2 separate regions of the Sus scrofa genome follow, and region 1 is linked to region 2. Evidence: chromatin contacts called from public HiChIP or PLAC-seq data. All regions are on one chromosome and are shown on one strand. The core of a region is the stretch at or near the end of the contact, and the rest is flanking DNA. Distances in the headings are between cores, read along the strand shown. Region 1 has its middle 33 kb from the start of B4GALT5. Region 2 holds the start of B4GALT5 (beta-1,4-galactosyltransferase 5).

What was found. HiChIP or PLAC-seq counts read pairs in DNA pulled down with a chosen protein or histone mark.
Region 1: an H3K27ac HiChIP or PLAC-seq map of alveolar macrophages shows a contact between it and region 2. The contact joins the enhancer-like site here to the promoter of B4GALT5 in region 2. A contact is called at or near these places in 1 of 5 promoter capture datasets (liver), 4 of 47 Hi-C or Micro-C datasets (alveolar macrophages, heart right ventricle, liver and 1 more) and 2 of 2 datasets of contacts at active chromatin or transcription factors (alveolar macrophages and skeletal muscle).

Annotation. Positions count from the first base shown.
Region 1 is chr17:51,365,199-51,369,474 of Sscrofa11.1, forward strand. No RefSeq gene overlaps it. Among named protein-coding and RNA genes, the nearest start is that of B4GALT5, 33 kb to the left of the region's middle. Within about 2 kb of position 2,368, at least 36 of the 83 cell types and tissues checked have an H3K27ac peak or open chromatin away from gene starts, as enhancers often do. A contact at or near this core is called in alveolar macrophages, liver and skeletal muscle, where this site is marked.
Region 2 is chr17:51,331,292-51,335,835 of Sscrofa11.1, forward strand. It overlaps B4GALT5 (beta-1,4-galactosyltransferase 5), which reads right to left and starts at 3,275. Exons shown (of 9, transcript XR_002340099.1): 1 at 2,576-3,275.

The DNA.
Region 1 (4,276 bases), core at 1,118-3,617, 33 kb after region 2:
ACAAACAAACAAAAAACATGTAGCTTTGGAAAACAAAGCCACTTTCATTGCGCTGCAGGGACTATCCATGGGAAAACCCTGGCAACCGCTGGCAGCCAGTTGGCTCCTCCCAGTGGGTCACAGAGATTCTGGCACCACTGCCACTCTCCCCACCACCCCTCACACAGAACAATAGAGCTCTCTCTGTTCCCCAACCTTCTCCATACCCCGCACTTAACTCTGTTTTATTGGACTGGGGAGAGCCTTTATGTTGTGGGCAGCTTTGTATGTTCTATGGCAATTAAAAACGTTTCCTTGGCCTCCACTCTCTGTAGAGCATGTGGCACATTAATACCCTGAACTGGAGCTTTTCAGCCCCAACACTGCTGACATTTTGGACCAGATAATTCTCTGCAGTGGAGGCACTACTGTGCTCTATAGGGTGTTTAGCAGCTTCCCTGGCCTCTATCCACTAGATACCAGCAACACCCCCTTTCATCAACCCCTCTCCCCAGTTATGACAACCCAAAATATCTCTACACAGCTACCCATCCTGTGAGCTATAGGAACAAAATCATCCCTGGCTGGGAACCATGCTTAACTCATATTACAAACCACTGAGGTTGGTAATACCATCACCACTTAACAGCGAGGAAACCAGGGCTTATGGATGTAGGATGACTTGCCTGGATGGTAAAGGGCAAAATCAGGGATTAGAATTCGTCTCTAAACCTGGTGATTCTCTAATTTCTTTTTTAAGGGCTGCGGCACGTGGCCATTCCCAGGCCAGCCGACGCCACAGCCACACAGCAAGGTCAGATTCAAGCTGCATCTGCGACCTACACCACAGCTCATGGCAACACTGGATCCTTAACCCACTGAGCAGGGCCAAGGATCAAACCCACGTCCTTGTAGAAATTCATTGGGCTCATTATCACTGAGCCACAACAGGAACTCCCCAAATTCTTCAATTGATAAAATTCTTGTTAGCAGAGGCCCCAGCCTCATCCCAGATCCCACTGCATCTGGACCTGCAGGGAAGGGCGAGCAAGTCTGTATTTCCCATAGAAGGGCTTTCCAGAATCAGCAATTTCCAGACACCAGTCCATCTCCACATTTCACGGCCCACATCCTCTGTCCTTAGACTTTTCTCCTCACGTGCCCCTCCAATGTTTAGAGATTACTTTGCTTATTGAATAAAATGTGCTTTTAACATAATTCGTACATATGCAAATGGCACTAGCAAATCAAGTTGATAAATTGTCACTAATAGTCACCTATGAAAAGAACAAAGAAGTCTTCAAACAGAGGATTAAGCCAACAGGATTTATCTAAGAACTGTTACTCTAACTCCTGCTGGATGTTGGCCTCTTTAGCTGGTTATTTTTAAGACCCACAGCAAACAATGGAATGTAAGAACTCTTCTTATTTTAAAAGAACTGAGGCACAAAGATTAAGTGACTTGCCCAAAATCACATGGAAAGTGAGAAGAGGAGTTCCTGTTGTGCCTCAGTGGAAACCAGTCTGACTAATACCCATGAGGATGCAGGTTCAGTCCCTGGCCTCGCTCAGTGGGTTAAGAATCTGGCGTTGCCATGAGCTGTGGTGTAGGTCGCAGACGTGGCTCAGATCAGGTGTGGCTGTGGCTGTGGTGTAGGCCAGCAGCCAGCAGCTACAGCTCCAATTTAACCCCTAGCCTGGGAACCCCATATGCCGCACGTGTGGCCTTAAAAAAAAAAAAAAAAAAGGAAAGAAAGAAAGTGAGAAGAATTTTATTACCCATTGAATCCATCACTGGCAAAGAAGTGAAAATGAAAGACATTAATGTGATTTGCTTGGACCATGTAAGGGGTGTGTGTGTGTGTGTGTGTGAGAGAGAGAGAGAAGATAAACAGGTATACGTGCACATCACTTGGACACAGAAACACCGCGGATGGGGAGAGGTCCCAGCTTCCCCTTAGACACATGGCAATTCAATCCCCACCTACCCCACACTGACGTTCTGTAAGCAAGAAGGGAGGGGCAAGACAGTTACTAGACAGGCAACCACCAGTTTCTGCCACAAACCCCCTCATGTTATGGATGGGAAAGGCCCTACAACAAGCCATTTGGCAGGACTGGATCCTGCACCCATGATCTGGGCCAGCAGACTCCACCCGGCCTGTTAGGACTGGGAGCTGATTGTCTATTGGAGGCTGTTTCCTGAGCAACAGCACTCAGCTGCTGGCCACGGTCACCCAGGAACCCCCTGTCCTTCACCAACCCGGTCCATAAGAAGTCTGATCAGCACCCCCTGCTTGGAGAACACGGGGTAACCTTCTGGTCACTAGGGGACTCTGTCCACAAAAAACCATGTGAGTCATTCTACAAGGCTGGGGCCCAATCCAGAAAGAAATAAAACCTTGGCTCAAGGCCCAGACTTTCAGGGAAACCAGCTGGCCTGCTGGGGTCAGGCAGTTGCGGGGGAGAGGTCACCTTGAATTGAGGCCTTTGGATGGAACTGTTTTCTTATTTAATCATTCATTCATCAACTATTTATAGTTATGACATTTATTCCTTTATTCAATAAATATTTATTAGGAGAAGCAAGGTAACTCTCAGTTTTAACCATATACTTTTGAATTGTTTGCATTTGTTATTACAAAGAACATATGCTGCTTTTGTTTGTTAAGCTTGGGTTTTAGTTAATTTTTAATAATGAGTGATACCTAAGTACACGCTCGTTGTGACCTCCATGATGTGAGCTAACTTACACCATGACGCATAGATGGTATTTTTCCAACATTTTTTGTGCATTTCCATATAGACCCATAGAATATTATAGAATAATTTTGTGTGTACGTGAATATACGACACCATGAATTAGTTTGTAATTTTTTTGCCTTTTTAGGGCTGCACTTGCAGCATATGGAGGTTCCCAGGCTAGGGGTTGAATCGGAGCTGTAGCTGCCAGCCTATGTCACAGCCACAGCAACTCGGGATCCGAGCCACATCTGCGACCGACACCACAACTGACTGCAATACCAGATCCTTAACCCACTGAGAGAGGCCAGGGATCAAACCCATATCTTCATGGATACTAGTTGGGTTCACTAACCACTGAGCCACGACGGGAACTCCCTAGTTTGTAATTTTTTTAAAGGAATGAAAGTTGAGAGTTCCCACTGTGGCTCAGCAGGTTATGAACCCAAGTATAGCCATGAGGATGCGGGTTCGATTCCTGGACTCGTTCAGTGCGTTAAGGACCTGGCATTGCCATGAGCTGTGGTATAGGTCGCAGACACAGCTCAGATCCTAGGTTGCTGTTGCTATGCCTGTGGTGTAGGCCGGCAGATGCAGCTCCGATTTGATAGCTAGCCTGGGAACTTCCATATGCCACAGGTGCGGCTCTAAAAAACGCAAAAAAAAAGGAATGAAAATTGAAAATTGAATTTATTGAGGCGCTATTATGTGCTAGGGATGGCTAGGGCTAGAGATACTGAAGTAAACAAAGTACAACTGCTCCTTGACTCCTGTGGGGGATACAACTGAACAAAGAGATCATTATAATATAATCTAATAAATGTAATGAAAATGGAGAAAAAAGAGTACGGAGTTCCCATCGTGGTGTAGTGGAAACAAATCCGACTAGGAACCAAGAGGTTTCGGGTTCAATCCCTGGCCTTGCTCAGTGGGTTAAGGATCTGGCGTTGCTGGGAGCTGTGGTGTAGGTCACAGATGCAGCTCGGATCCGGCGTTGCTGTGGCCGTGGTGTAGGCTGGCAGCTGTAGCTCCGATTGGACCCTTAGCCTGGGAACCTCTGTATGCCGCAGGTGTGGCCCTAAAAAGACATACCAAAAGAAAAAAGAGTAAATGAGTGTCCCAAAGGGTATCCACCCCAGCTCAGGGTGTGCATGGGGTCAGGGAGTATTGGTCAGGTGGACGCGTGTTGGAAGAGAAAGAATATCTACCAAACTATGAAATAAAGTGGGAGAAGGTGACTTACTATGGTTTAGGAAACTGAGATGCAAAACTGCCTTCAGGCATGACTCGAGGGTCTCGAATAATATCAAAAATATATCTCTTTGCACTGTAAATCAACTATAATAGAAAAAATAAAAAACTTTAAAACATTTTTTAAATTAAAAAAAATGAAAACCTTTTGCCAGGGAAAAAAAAAATATATGTGTGTGTGTGTGTGTGTGTGTGTGTGTGTATACATCTATGTCTCTTCTGTCATCTCTGTCTTCATCTCTCTCTTTATCCCTCTCTATCTTCCAGCTCTGCTTTTCTCTGTTTTGGATTTTCTTTTACACAG
Region 2 (4,544 bases), core at 2,025-4,524:
CCACTGACCTAAAAATCTACCGTTGAGGAATTTTAATTAAGTTGATAAGTTGCATTTCTTTTTTAGAATCTAGCTTCTAATCTTTCTAATCAAGAAGGTGATTACCATCCCAGTGGGATATACTTTTCCATTTAGATATAGCTGATTTATGCACCCATACCAGAAAAAAAAAAACTGTCACTTTCACAAAAGGAGTTAAGGCTCCAAGACTGCCTCTAGGTTCAAATCCATCATCTCACACCCATTGTTACTAGAATCTAATATTCAATATACTGAAGAACCTTTTCTCAATTAATTCCACTAATTACTCACCTGTTCTTATTCTGCCAAAATTCCTATCTCCTCATCCTGATCCAACAGGCCACAAACAGTGCCTTCCCAGGGGGATCCTTTTCCTAAGACACCTCATAAACTGTTAGGGCAATCTGATGTTACCTGTGCTATCTTCCTAGATCTAGTTTACAGCACATATTATCAATATTAACCATCAAATGAAATATGCACTTAAAAAAAAAAGTCAGGATAGGAGTTCCCATTGTGGCTCATCAGAAACAAATCTGGCTAGTATCCATGAGGACACAAGTTCGATCCCTGACCCCGCTCAGTGAGTTAAGGATCCTGCATTGCCATGAGCTGTGGTGTAGGTTGAAGATGCAGCTCAGATCTGGCATTGCTATGGCTGTGGCATAGGCCAGCAGTTGGACTCCTGGCCTGAGAAGTTCCATATGCCACAGGTGCAGCCCTATAAAGACAAAAAAAAAAAAAAGTCAGGAGAGAATCTCCTGCTCTATCTGGAAATTTCTCTATTCAGCTAGTTCAGTGTTGACAGGTCAACAGAGAATGAAACTAATTATTACTGCAATCCTAAAGGGAGTTTCCCCAGAGTTAAACGACCCTTTCCTAACATCCAAATAATCCTGACTTTTTATAGCAGAATTTACTCTCCTTGGCCCACTCCCGACAGCATCTTCTGATCACTTTTCACTCTAAACTGAGGTTCTCTCTAGGGCCTCATGGTGATGCAAAGTCAGGTAAATACATACCTAAACCTTCCATCTACTTCCTTGTTTCTCCAAAGCTATATATAATAACTGCTGGTGGTTTTTTTTGTTTTTTTTTTTTAACTCTCTAAGCATCAGGTATGGTGACAAGTGCTTTAAAAGGGAATTTATCTATTTCCGCCCTTAAAACCCTATGAGGTTAGGAATGAGTACCCCCATTTTACAGAGAAGAAAAGCTGAGGCTTAGTAACTTGCTCAAGGTCACGGAGGGCAGGGATTAGAATCCAGGTCTGACCTCAATGTCCTCTGACCTTAACCCTCATGCTGTCATTTCCTTCCAACCTTTTTATGTCCTAAATGTCTGCTCTGTGATCTGAGTCTATGCTTGGGCAGGATTCAGTTTCTCCAAGGCTGCCTTTCTTTTAAAGGACATGGCTTTGAGGAGAATAAGTACCCATTCCACCTTTTCTCCACGCTCCTCCTTGCCACCAGCACCATTTCCCCAAAGCCCTAGTCTTATCTCTTCCTCTAGGGCCAATTCAAATGCCACCCTCTCCCTGTACCCTGCCCCAGACCTGGCACCAAAGAATACTTAAAGGCCACCTTCTACCCTCAAGACTAGGAGAGAGCATAAGCGAAAAAAAGGGAAAAGAGGAAGAACCCAGACAGCACCCCTTCCCCAAGTCTGCAATCAGGAAGAACCTGGCTGAGGACCTGAGCGGGGGAGGGGGGAGCAGTGAGGATTCAGGAACGATAGAGGTAAGGGAGATGACAAGGGTGTGCCCTTGGGGGTAGGCGGGGCGAGGGGAGGTAGACGGAGAGGAGTAGTGGGGCACTCAGGGGTTAGCAGACTGAAGGGGGGGACCTCCTCGGGGGGTAGGCCGGGGAATGCCACCCTAAAAGGAAAGCGATCTGTCCATCAGGAGGAGGAGGACCTGGAGGTGGATGTAACAAGCGAAAGTGGAGGGAAAAAAGGGTAGGGAAGGAGAGCAGGAAACGGGAGAGTCACCAGGGAGGAGAGAGGAGAAGGATGGATGGGAACGGGGAAGGTGGGACGCCTCGAGACCCGGGCACAGGGGCTCCGCGAGGAGAGGCAGGCGGGCCGCGGAGGTTCGGGGTCCGCGGAATGCCGGGAACCCGGGCTGAAGGAGACCCCGGGGAGGGGGAGCGGCAGCTCAGGAGCCGAAGAGCGGAAAGTGAGGGTTCTAGGAGGCCAAAGCGAGAATGAGGGCGTCCTGGCACGACGAGGGTGTGTGTGAAGACACAGTCGGGTTCGCGCCCGGATGGGGTTAAAGGAGGGCAGGAGGTGGGTGGGAGGATGTTGTGGGGAGGAGGGTTCCAGAGCCCGTCGGGGTGCAGAGAGCGGGAATGTTCTGGGGTCCCCCGAGGTCCAGGCGTAGGGTCTCCCAAGGGTCGGGCGGGGGTCCCGGTAATCTTCTGAGGGCCAGGCTTGAGGTCGCCTTCCAGCCGGGGGTCTTCCGAGAGCTGGGGTCTCCTTGGGGCGGGGCGGGGGTTTCCAGGGTCCCCTCGAGGCCAGAGCGACACCCCCCCGGGGTCCCAGGCCCCCTTCCTACCTATGCCGGGAGCCACATAGACGAAGTAGAGCAGCGAGGACGAGAGCGAAAAGAAGAAGAGAGCGGCGAGCAGCGAGCGGCGCGGCAGCCGCAGCAGCCCCCGGCGGACGCGCATGCTGCAGCCGGGCGGCCGCTCAAGGGCCGGGCCGGGCCTGCTCCCGCCGCTCCCCGTCCGCCGCCTCCTGGGCCGCCGCCGCCGCCTCCTGGGCCTCGGCCACCACCTCCCGGGCCTCGCCGGCCGCCGCTCTCCGCCGCCTCGCCGCTCCTCGCCGCCGGCCGCCGCGGGCCCGGCCACATGAAGCGGGCGGGGGCCTGAGCGGCCCCGAGCGAGCGCAGCGGCGGGGGCGGGGCAGGGCGGGCCTCGGGGGCGGGGAGGGGGCGGGGCCAGTGCCGCAGGGCACCGTCGCAAAAGATCAGCGCGCGCGCTCACCGCCCGACCCCCTCTTTGGCCCCGGCGGCGGCGCGGTGGCCCGCCGGGAACGTCGCCAAAAGGCGACAGCCCCTCTCCTGGCGCGGCCACCGCCCTGGCTTTCGGGGAGCGTCGCTCAAGTGCCTGTCGGCTCCGCGCTTGGGCGCCCCCAACCTGGGAGCCAAGGGATCGTCTGCAATGCCTGACGCGGCTGGTCACCCACTGCGACAGAAAAGCAGGGATTGTAGGAATATGGGCTCGGGTATACACCTTCATTCATTCATTCATTCATTCATTCATTCAAATCAGCATCTATTGAAAGCAGACATATGCCAGACACCATTATTGGCGCTGGGGATGCTTAGAGACAAAACAGACAAAATCCTTGTCTTCTTGAACTTAACACTCAAATGGGAGGAGAAAAAGAAACAAATCAATTCATAATACCAGGTTCTGATAAGTGATGAACACAATAAAACAGGGGAATATGTTGGAGGAATAATGTGGTCAGGGAAGGCCTCACTGATGGGTGACAGACAGGAGAAGAAACGTAAAAGGGTGAACAGTAGATGCAAAGCCTCTGAGGTTAAAAAGACTGATCTGACCCCAGGTAGACTCAAAGCAAGCATAGATAAAATCCAGTAGGGCAGGGAGAATGGCAGGGATGAGGCTGTAGATATGGGCAGATTCCACATACCAAAGAATCACAAGCAGCAGTGTTGATAAGTTATTAATGTGAAGACCTGCCCTTAAGATACACTGGGCTTTACTTACCACATTAATCACCCCAACAACCCGAAGATGTGCGCTCTTATTCCTATTGTACAAATGAGGAAACTGAGGCTCTGTGATGGAGAAGCAATTCACCTAATCCTTGCAGTAACGGCTTAAGTAAAAAAATGACCTGGAAGTTCCCATTGTGGCTCAGCGGTAATGAGCCGGACTGATATCCATGAGGATGTGGGTTCAATCTCTGGCCTTGCTCAGTGGGTTAAGGATCTGACATTGCCATGAGCTGTTGTATAGGTCACAGACTCAGCTCGGATCTGCCATTGCTGTGGCTGTGGTGTAGGCTGGCACTGCTGCTCTGATTCGATTTCTATCCAGAGAACTTCCATATGCCGTGGGTACAGCCCTAAAAAGCAAACAAACAAACAAACAAAAAACCCTATCTTGGAGTTTCTGCTGCGGCGAAACGGGGTTGGCAGCATCTCTGGAGCCCTGGGATGCAGGTTTGATCCCCCAGCTGGCACAGGCAGAGCGGGCTAAGGATCCAGCATTGCCACAGCTGCAGCATAGGTTGCAACTGTGGCTCAGATCTGAACCCACGCCCGGCAACTCCATAAGCCAAGCAGCGGCCAAAAAAGAAAAAGAAGAAAAGAATGTACCTGTCTCCCAAAGCACTCTTGACCACCAGGTTGTAAGTGCCTTGACTATTCCTCTAGCTCCTAATTCCCATCCTGAATACAAACTGGTATCCTACTCCAGAGGACAGTGTGGAACCATATCCAAAATAATGCTTTAGGATCAGCTCCAAGCCAGAAGACCTCTGAAGGCAGT